Linked DNA regions of Mus musculus: region 2 is linked to region 1. A link is a contact called in public promoter capture Hi-C data. All regions are on one chromosome and are shown on one strand. The core of a region is the stretch at or near the end of the contact, and the rest is flanking DNA. Distances in the headings are between cores, read along the strand shown.

Region 1 (4,594 bases), core at 1,192-3,691:
GAACTGGGGGAAGGATGGGAACCAGGCTCACTCATGATTAAGGGTCTTAGACCTGAAGGGCCTGGCTGTCTGGGGCTGTGGGGAGTGCTCCTCTGGTCCTCTCCTCACTGTCTGCTTTTAATCCCTGACCCTGTGTGTGTGTCTGTGTATGCACTTGCACATACGTGCACCTGAAAGCCTGAAGTTGAGGCCCTCAATCCCTTCACCTTATCAAGGAAGAGTCAATAACTCGCTATGGCTAGAGCCAGCTTCCTCTGGGTTCTTCCCTGTGCTTGCCTCCAGGGCCTGAAACTGAAGGTGTGCACGTGGTCCTTGTGTGGCTTCTGAGGACCCCCAGCTCCTGTTCTGAGGTTTGTATCGTAATTAACCACTTAGCCATCCCTAGCCCTCAAGCACTTGCCAAGGAAAGCCACCCCTGTTGTTCTGTGGTCCACCAGGAGCCCTGTGGTCTGGCCACGCGTACCACATGGTAGGCATCAGCCCCCAGCTCTGCCATCAGCCCTGAGGGGTGTTGCTTCTTGAATCTGTGACAAAATTCAGAGCGCTTGGACTCTCCAGGGCCTCCCTGCAAGGTCTGACCTGCAAGGAGTCGCTCTAAGACAGGCCCGACAGCTGTACGTGTGACATGGACTTCGATGTGCCCAGCAGCTGTGGGCCTCACTCACAGCCTCCGTGGCCCAGGCCCTCACGCTCATCTGACCCTGCATTTTAATAAGGTCACCTGCGGAGCCCTATCCTGAGTGACAGCCCCAAGCCCCTCTTTAGGCTTTTGGGATTTTAGAATGAAGAGCTTAGCTGCTGAGGGCTGAAGGAGGTGAAGATCTCTAAACCCTACTTCTTGTTTTGAGATAAGTCTCACCATGTAGCTCTTGACTGGCCCATGGAACTGGCTATGTAGACCAAAGTGGAATACAAGAGATCCTGCCTCTGTCTCTCTCCATGTCTGTCCCCTCCCTCCCTCCCTCCAGCTGGAAGCCCAGGCTAGGAGGATGGAGTCTCCTTTGCTGCCCAGCAATGGCTGATCAAAGCAGGTCAGCATCATCACCCAGGGACCCAGGGCAGGTAAACGCCCAAGCGAGGGACCTGAAGTGTGTGTGTCGTCCTATTGGAGCATCTTGAAACAGTGCCATACTGCAGGGTTTTAGACGAGTCTAAACAGACTGCCTCCAGGACAGGCAGAGAGCAGAAGGAGCCTATTCACCATGTCTCCCATCTGCCTGTCTGCTTTCCTGTGTTTCTTGTCAGATTTCCCCCACAAGTGTCTGCTTGTTTTAGCAAGGCGCGAAGATTCCTTCAACAGCCCGGTGCTCGGAGAACAAGTTAGGCTTTTTCTGGTCCTTCCTCCAGGAAGGATTCTGGCTGACACAGTCCAACAATCTTAGTTCTCCCAAGGGTACCATGCTCTTCTTGCCTCCTTCCTTCCTTGGCTGGCTCTGAACAGCTCTGCCTTCTCCCGTCTCAGCTCCTCTGCCCTTGCTCGCTGTTCAAGCTCAGTCCTCCTTGGGCTGGGCTCTCTAGAGCCTGGAGTTGCTCTCTGTAGTACTTCTCGAAAGCATCTAAGGCTTACCTGTGCAAGAAGTCAAGATGAGCATTGTCAAAAATAATTTAAAAAAATAAAATTAAATTAAAAAAAAAAAGATGAGCATCTTCTGGAAGCTGCTCTGTCCTCGTTCTTAGCAGTGCAGTCTGGATACAGTGGAGATAACGGGGATGTGGAACTGAGGGTGGCAGGACCTTTAGTGAGTTTGACCTGAAACCTGTAGTTACGTTTTATTTCCTTTCACGTTTATTTCCTGGGATGGGGCTGAAGGAGGTGAGTCACAGCAGATGTGTAGATGTCAGAGTGGGCTCCTGTAGGTACCAGGTTTGGCTACAGGCTCTTTACCTGTGACACCATGGCTGGACCCTAAACCTGCACTAGTCCTTCGGTTCCCCTCTCCAGCCCCAACTGAATCTGAGAACCTCTGAGAGCCACTGACCTGAACCGCTGCCTGAAGCCATGTCCACCAGCTGCCAGCAGAGGGCGCAGGCTATCTCAGCCCTGGCTACTCCCCACCCGCCAGCTCAGCTGGGCATGGGAGGCTCTTCCCTAAAGACTTTGCTACAGAGTCTGTCACTGACAAACACCAAGTCACCTCCTAGGGGTGCTGAGTGGCCAGGTACTGGATAGATGCAGCTTACTAGTGAGGAAGGCTTCCCTGGCTTCCCTCCCACTGGTATATATCCCCAAATTTCCAACAGTAAACCTGATTACTTTCATAATAAATGAATTTTAAAACAGTTTAAATGTAATTGAAAGACAAATCAAGGGAAGAAAAGAAGGAAGGAGAGTGGTGAAATGATTCAGGGGGTGAAAGTGCTTGCTATGTAAGCCTTCAGGACCTGACCTTGATCCCCAAATTCCATGACAGAAGCAGAAAACTGACTACGGAGCATTGACCTCTGACCACCATGCCTGCCTTGGCGCCTTTGCACTTTTGGTCACATGCACAATAATAGGAGGAGGGGAAGAGGGAGGAGAGGGAGGAGAAGGGAGGAGAGGGAGGAGAAGGGAGAAGAGGGAGGAGAAGGGAGAAGAGGGAGGAGAAGGAAGAAGAGGGAGGGGGAGAACGACTCAGAAAGGAGCTATGCAGCCTAAGGGAAGTCCCTCTAGCACTTACCCCCAGCTGTTAGTTCTCCTGGGGTGTCTGCCTGAGGGAGAAAGTTAGTGGGGTCACAGTCGTCCGAGTGCTCAAGGTAGCTGAGGGTTTGTCTTGTCACCTCAGCAGTGCACTGTCCCCAGAGTTGGAGTTCAGAGTGTTTGGGTTCAGACTGCCCAAGGACAGTGATCCACTCGTTCACACATGGCTGTTCTGAAATGCTAGGAACATCCACAGCCGAGTGGCGGGGAGTAGGCCAAGGTATTTAACCTCAGAGGTGCCCCCCTCTGCTCCCGTGGCTGTGGACATACTGTTTGAGTTGCATAGAATCTCAGACATTTAAAATTGGGAGAGCCAGGTGATGCGGGTGATGGTGGCAAGTGCCTTTAATCTCAGCACTTGGAAGGCAGAGGTAGGCAGAGCTCTGTGAGTTCGAGGACAGCCTGGTTGACAGAGCAGGTTCCACGACAGCTGGGGCTACACAGAGAAACCCTGCCTTGAAATGAGAGAGAGAGAGAGAGAGAGAGAGAGAGAGAGAGAGCAAGTTCTATCAATCATCTATCATTTATCTGTCAACTATGTATTTATCTATTGATTATCATCTGTCTGTCTATCTATCTGTAATCCATTTAGAGATAGTATCTTGCTATGTAGCGTCCAGGCTGGCCTTGAACTCTGTTACCCACCGCTTTGGCATCTCAACAGCTGGGATGACAGACAGGCTTGAGCTCCCATGCCTGATACATTTGTTTTTGAAACTGTGTCTCTGTGTAGAGCAGGCTAGCCACAATCCCCATCCCTTCTGCCTCTGAGTGCTGCTACTGTGGGCTCTTGGACCATACCTGGCCAAGGATTTGGAGTGTCTGTTCAAACACCTGCATACCCAGCCCACTTCTGTACTCCCTGCAGGCCCTGGGAGAGGCGGGGCCGTGGCTCCCACTCTGCCTGCTTGGTGGATTACCTAGGGCCTGGTATCATGCCCTTTTCTACCAACCTGACATCTGGGCTGAATTGAGCTGTGTGGTTTTTGGCAGCAGGGTTGGAAAACGGACTAGAGGACAGGGCTTGAGAGCGACCTTCTGTCCCGGTGACTTGGGGCCTCAGAGGAAATAAATTCTGGTGGCTGGAGCTGGAGAAGTTGGAGCTAGACTCGGTCTCTCACTTCCCCCAGTCACTGAGCTTCTCTCTAGGCCCCAGCCTCCATTTCTCTCAGTCACATCTCTTACAGTGATGTTTACCAATGTCACCTAGCCCAAGAAGGTCCGTGAACATCACCTGCATTGGTGATTTGTAGGCTTCATCGACTGAGGCTTGCTCTCCTTTGCTGTCTTGCCCAAGCTGGCCTCAAATTCCTGGGTTCAAGTGGTCCTCTGGCCTCAAGCTTCTGACATAGCTGGGACCACAGGCATGCACCACCATAACTGGCTTTATCTCAGGTTTTCCGATAATAAACCATAGGATCTGTGGCCAGGAGAAGCTCAAAGGGGACAGAGGCAGAGCAAGCACTGTGCTGTCAGGAAAGGTGAGGAAGCCAGCCAGAGAGAGAAAGCAGCCAGCCAGCAGGGCAGTTGGCTGGCAGGAGCTGCCCCTGCCATGAGTCTGTGTGTTCTGGGCTGGTGAGAGTCAGAGCTGCCTCTGAGGCCCAGGTGGATGGGCATGGCTCCCCACAGGGACCACGGGCTCCCTCACCATCAGGCAGGGATAATAACTCCGTCCCTCCTTGCTGTGGCCTGTACTAAGTTGTGGCCAAGAGCAGAAGTGTCAAATATATCTGGAACTCAGCCTCCTGCTTTCTACAAGAACAGTTGTCCTGGTTAAGAAGAGGGACAGCTGGGGGAAGTCAAAGCCAGCCCTCAGGTCTGGTGGTGACACAGGACTGTCTTCCTGTGTCAGTCAGGAAAATCTAGGGCTGCTTGTTACTACAGCCAAAAGGACTTACACAGAGAAAGTGCCTG
Region 2 (4,594 bases), core at 968-3,467, 98 kb before region 1:
CCCACCCACAGTGGGCTGGGCCCTCCCCAGTCAATCACTAGTTAAGAAAATGCTCTACAAGCTTGCTTATAACTCAATTTCATGGGGAGGTATATTCATAATTAAGGCTCTGACCTCTCTGATAACTTGAATTTGTGTTTCCATAAAACCAGTTGCCTCACCCCCGTTGTTTGAACTCCTGCTTACCCGTCAAAGCCCCTTTCAAATATCACCATTCACCATCCTTTGGATCCTTTTTTTTTTTTTTTTTAATTTTTGGGGTTTTTTTGTTGTTGTTTTTTGAGACAGTGTTTCTCTGTATAGCCCTGGCTGTCCTGGAACTCACTTTGTAGACCAGGCTGGCCTCAAACTCAGAAATCCACCTGCCTCTGCCTCCCGAGTGCTAAAGGCACTCCCGAGGACTAAAGGCATGCGCCACCACGCCTTTTTTAATATTACTGAATGTGTGTGTGACTGTGAGTGTGCACGTGTGCACACGTGCTGCCGCACAGGGAGGTCAGAGGATCGCTGTTAACAGTTGGTTCACCAAAAGAAAAAAAAAACAGTTGGTTCACCACCTTTGTGTGGTTCAGGGAACTCGGGTTGCCAGGGTTCCCAGCAAATGCTTTACCTGTGGAGCCACCGCCCTGCCCTTCTGAATCACTTCAAACAAATTCAGAAACTGACAGCAGGGCATAGAGCTTTGTGCTTAGACCCTCAGCACTGTACGGTAGAGGCAGACGGATTGCTGTAAGTTCAAGGGTAACCTGGTTTAGATCGTAGGTGCCTTGCCAGCCCAGGCTACTCATTAAGACCCCTATCTCATAAAAACAAAAAGAGCTGAATTCATTCAAGGAGAATGAGCTTGTGGCTTGGACCTCCTTGGTGTTTGGAGTGTGACAGGTGATCGGATGCCAGCAGGTCGAGGAGGGACACTATGTCTTACTTGTCTGTCTGGGTCTTGCACGCCAGGACAGCCCATAAGGAGCGTGGATGGGGCGGAGTCGCAGCTCAGTGCTAGCGTGCCTACCCCCAGGCCTTGAGTTCCGCCCCCCACTGACCTGCAGGTCTGGGGACGGTGACAGGGAATAGCAGTGGAACATTATGAACGATTCGTGTCTCTAGGACAGTTGGCGTGTGTGGCTCTCGGGTGCTTTCTCTGCAAGTCACAGGCTTCCCATCGTTCTAGAAGTTTCCCAAGCCAGGCAGTCATGTTTGCTTCTCGTTCTGTCTGCAGAGGGCTGGTTTTCAAGTTTGGCCGTACGGAGGACTTGTGGCAGTGAAGACGTCGCTTCTGCAACACAGCCGCCGTGCATGGGCTTCTTTTTGCACCCTGCTCACCCACCCAGTCTTTTGTAATACTGTTTTCTAAACTTATTTCTGAGTATAATCTCAGCTTGAAATTGTATAATGCTAGAATCATGAGAGCTCCTATGTGTACTGCAGCAGCCCAGTGTGGCGTGAGCCCCATCAGCTTTTACCACAGGAAAGGAAACCGCTGACGTGAGTCGCTTCTGCCAGCTTCTATCATGGTCTAAAGAGTTGGTGATGCAGGCCAGGCGTGGTGGCACATACCTTTAATCCCAGCACTCGGGAGGCGGAGGCAGGCGGATTTCTGAGTTCGAGGCCAGCCTGGTCTACAAAGTGAGTTCCAGGACAGCCAGGGCTGCAGAGAAACCCTGTCTCGAAAAACCAAAAAAAAAAAAACAAAAAAACAAAAGAGTTGTTGATGGAGAAATGGTGGAGTCTTTGGGGTGAGGATTCGCTCTGGGGTCCAAAGTGTTTATTAACGCGGCCTCTTCTATGTCCGGTGTTGAATAATGTGTAAACATTTTCTTGTTATTAAAAACTATTTAGTGGTCAGAGTTCTTTCTCGTTATACCTTATATATAGTTGGATCAGAAATACTGCATCTTCCTTTTCATGTTAATGGCCTAAGGTAACCTGGGACCACAGGTCATGGCTCTCTTGACCAGAGAGCTGTTCAAAACATGCAAGGGAAGAAAGAGCTTTGAATCTCCATGGTCATGACAAGAATTCCTGTCCTGCCCAGGCTAGTGAGTCTGTGAAAGGTGGCACTTTAGAGTCAGGAGTAATGTGTGCCATCCTGGCAGGATAATGGTGGACTTGGCAGGAGTGCCCAGGCCAAACAGTGGAGCTGAACACAGTCTGTGACCCTGGGCGCAGTCAATAACCCTGGGCACAGCCAATCAGTGACTCTGGGTGCAGTCAGTCAGTGACCCTGGGCACAGACAGTGACCCTGGGCATAGTCCGTGACCCTGGGCGCAGTCAGTGGCCCTGGGCACAGTCAGTCTGTGACCCTGGATGCAGTCAGTCCGTGACCCTGGACACAGTCAATCTGTTACCCTGGACACAGACAGTGACCCTGGGCGCAGTCAGTCAGTGACCCTGGGTTCAGTCAGTGACCTTTTTGCTTACATATTTAAAAACGTAATACTGTGGAACTGAAGGGTTTCTATGGAGATCATTCATTTGTTGGAGATTTCCAGGAGAACTGAGGACCCAAGATGCACCAGACTCACTTGACTGACCAGTGCCCGGCTCCTCAGCTGATGGAGATGTCCCTCCCTGAGGAGGAGCAAACTTCCTGAAGCCAGCAGAGGAGGCTATGTAGAGATCGCCAGTCCAGAAGATACCGAACGAAAACAAATGCAAGCAAAGGTAAAAGAGAAAGGGCAAACATTTCAGTGTGAGTGATGCCTGAGAGCCTCCCAGAGAATGTAAGAACATGCTAGAGAAGCCCAGGCTACCGCCAGCCTCCCATCCCTCCTGTGGACATCGGGAGCAAGAACAGGTGACCTGCTGTGGCACACGATCCTGGTAAACACTCCACACGTGCCAGGAGTGGAAAGAGGACAGGGTATACAGACTTGACGGTAACTTAGGTGTCAATTTCTAGGGCTCCACAGTCTGACTCAGGTGAGAATTTGTTTTGATATTTGCTTGAATTCTGATTCCTTTCATCTCTGAATAGATAACCCGAATTTAGCAGACCACAGGGTCTGTTACCACGATACAGACCAGCTGTCGGGGACTCTGATGGTCTGTCCTCCACTGGAGGAGGCTCTTGTGACACCCTCGGGCTCCCACCTCACACAATACTACAAACTCTTCAAAGCTAAGCTTGAAGCCCTAACCTTCTGCAATTGCCCTTTGGGAGCTGTGATCAGTGTCGTAGACAATTAGACGTATAGAATCTTCCGCATCCACTGTCCTTGGGTTTGAATGACGTTGGCTCTTCAGGACACAGAAGGACAGCTTTGCTGTTGTTTCCCCCGTGACATTCCACAGAGGGTGGAACTTGGCAGGGGTCTCCGGTGAGTCTACCTCTTAGGAACTCGAGAGTGTTCTCCCTCACTCCCCAACCAGCCCCACTCTCTCTCCACAAGCACAGCCTGGGGAAGGCTGAGGACCTCGTAAAACCGCTGGATCCAAAGCCTGCGTGCCGTGACCAGAGGTAAGAGTTAGCCACCTGGGCAGAGGTTTTATTTAAGTGTGAGAAGAAAGAGACCTTGTGGATAGAATTGGACCAGAACTTTAATGAGGTGTATTCATCCCAAAGTATTAATAGTCTCTGTCATGAAACCAAACATACTATTTAAACTAAGATGACCACTCGGAAGCCTTTCTTGTAACACAGGATGCAGACAAAAGGGACACAAAGAAAGGGCATCTCTCTTCTCACCCGGCTTCGCTCTCAGATGATTTCGGTTAAAATCCAACCGCCAAGTGTGGGAACTGTGAAGGCAGAGTGTGTTTATTTTATTTTAGTATTTTACTTGATTGGTTTTTGTTTTTTTGAGACAAGAGTTTCTCTATGAAGCTCCGGTTGTCTTGGAACTCACTCTGTAGACTAGGCTGGGATTAAAGGCAAGCGCCACCACACCTGGCTGTCACTTTCAAAATCTTAAATTAGGAGAGATTGCCTGTATATTTCTCTTTCTGGTTTTTTTTTTAATTGTTTTTACTTTTTGTTTTGTTTTGCTTTATTTAGTTTTTTGTTTTTGTTTTTGTTTTCTGAGGCAGGGTTTCTTTGTGTAGCCCTGGCCCTTGACCACTCTAGACCAGACTGGCCTCAAACTCAGAGAGATCCACCTGCCTCTGCCTCCCTAGTGCTAGGACTAAAGATGTGCACAACCACATCCAGCTTTAATTATTTTTAATTAAAAAAATGTGTGTGGAAGATTTGCTTGTATGTACGTCTGTGCACTGTGCACATGCGTGGTTCCTGCCTTGGTTATCAGAGAACATCCAGTCCCTAGAACCGGAGTTATAAATGGTTGTGAGGGAGCTGGAGAGATGGCTCACTGACTGCTCTTCCAGAGCTCCTGCGTTCAATTCCCAGCATCCACATGGTCGCTCACAACCATCTGTAGTGGGATCTGATGCCCATTTCCTGTGTGTCTGAACACAACTACAGTGTATTCATATACATAAATAAATATTTTTAATCTAAACAAACAAACAAACAAATGTTTGTGAGCTGCCATGCAGGTTTTAGGAATCAAACCAGGTCCTCTGGGAAAGCACCAGTACTCTCGACCAATGGGTCATCCCTCCAGCCTGCACCTGCCCTCCCATATGTCTACTCCC

The links. Promoter capture Hi-C pulls out the DNA fragments that hold promoters and counts their contacts.
Region 2: a promoter capture Hi-C map of liver shows a contact between it and region 1, with 4 times the contacts expected there. The contact joins two enhancer-like sites. A contact is called at or near these places in 4 of 39 promoter capture datasets (the C10 cell line, HPC-7-derived erythroid cells and liver), 6 of 15 datasets of contacts at CTCF or cohesin (CD8 T cells, the G1E-ER4 cell line, embryonic stem cells and 2 more), 79 of 484 Hi-C or Micro-C datasets (the AML12 cell line, B cells, the Ba/F3 cell line and 45 more) and 9 of 115 datasets of contacts at active chromatin or transcription factors (astrocytes, bone marrow-derived macrophages, craniofacial prominence and 5 more).

Annotation. Positions count from the first base shown.
Region 1 is chr4:134,796,923-134,801,516 of GRCm38.p6, reverse strand. No RefSeq gene overlaps it. Among named protein-coding and RNA genes, the nearest start is that of Ldlrap1, 31 kb to the right of the region's middle. Within about 2 kb of position 2,441, at least 33 of the 459 cell types and tissues checked have an H3K27ac peak or open chromatin away from gene starts, as enhancers often do. A contact at or near this core is called in liver, where this site is marked.
Region 2 is chr4:134,895,099-134,899,692 of GRCm38.p6, reverse strand. It overlaps Tmem50a (transmembrane protein 50A), which reads left to right. Exons shown (of 7, transcript NM_027935.2): 7 at 1,217-1,844. The coding sequence ends at 1,262. It overlaps Rhd (Rh blood group, D antigen), which reads right to left. Exons shown (of 10, transcript NM_011270.3): 10 at 3,521-3,739. The coding sequence ends at 3,713. Among named protein-coding and RNA genes, the nearest start is that of Tmem50a, 18 kb to the left of the region's middle. Within about 2 kb of position 2,217, at least 2 of the 459 cell types and tissues checked have an H3K27ac peak or open chromatin away from gene starts, as enhancers often do. A contact at or near this core is called in liver, where this site is marked.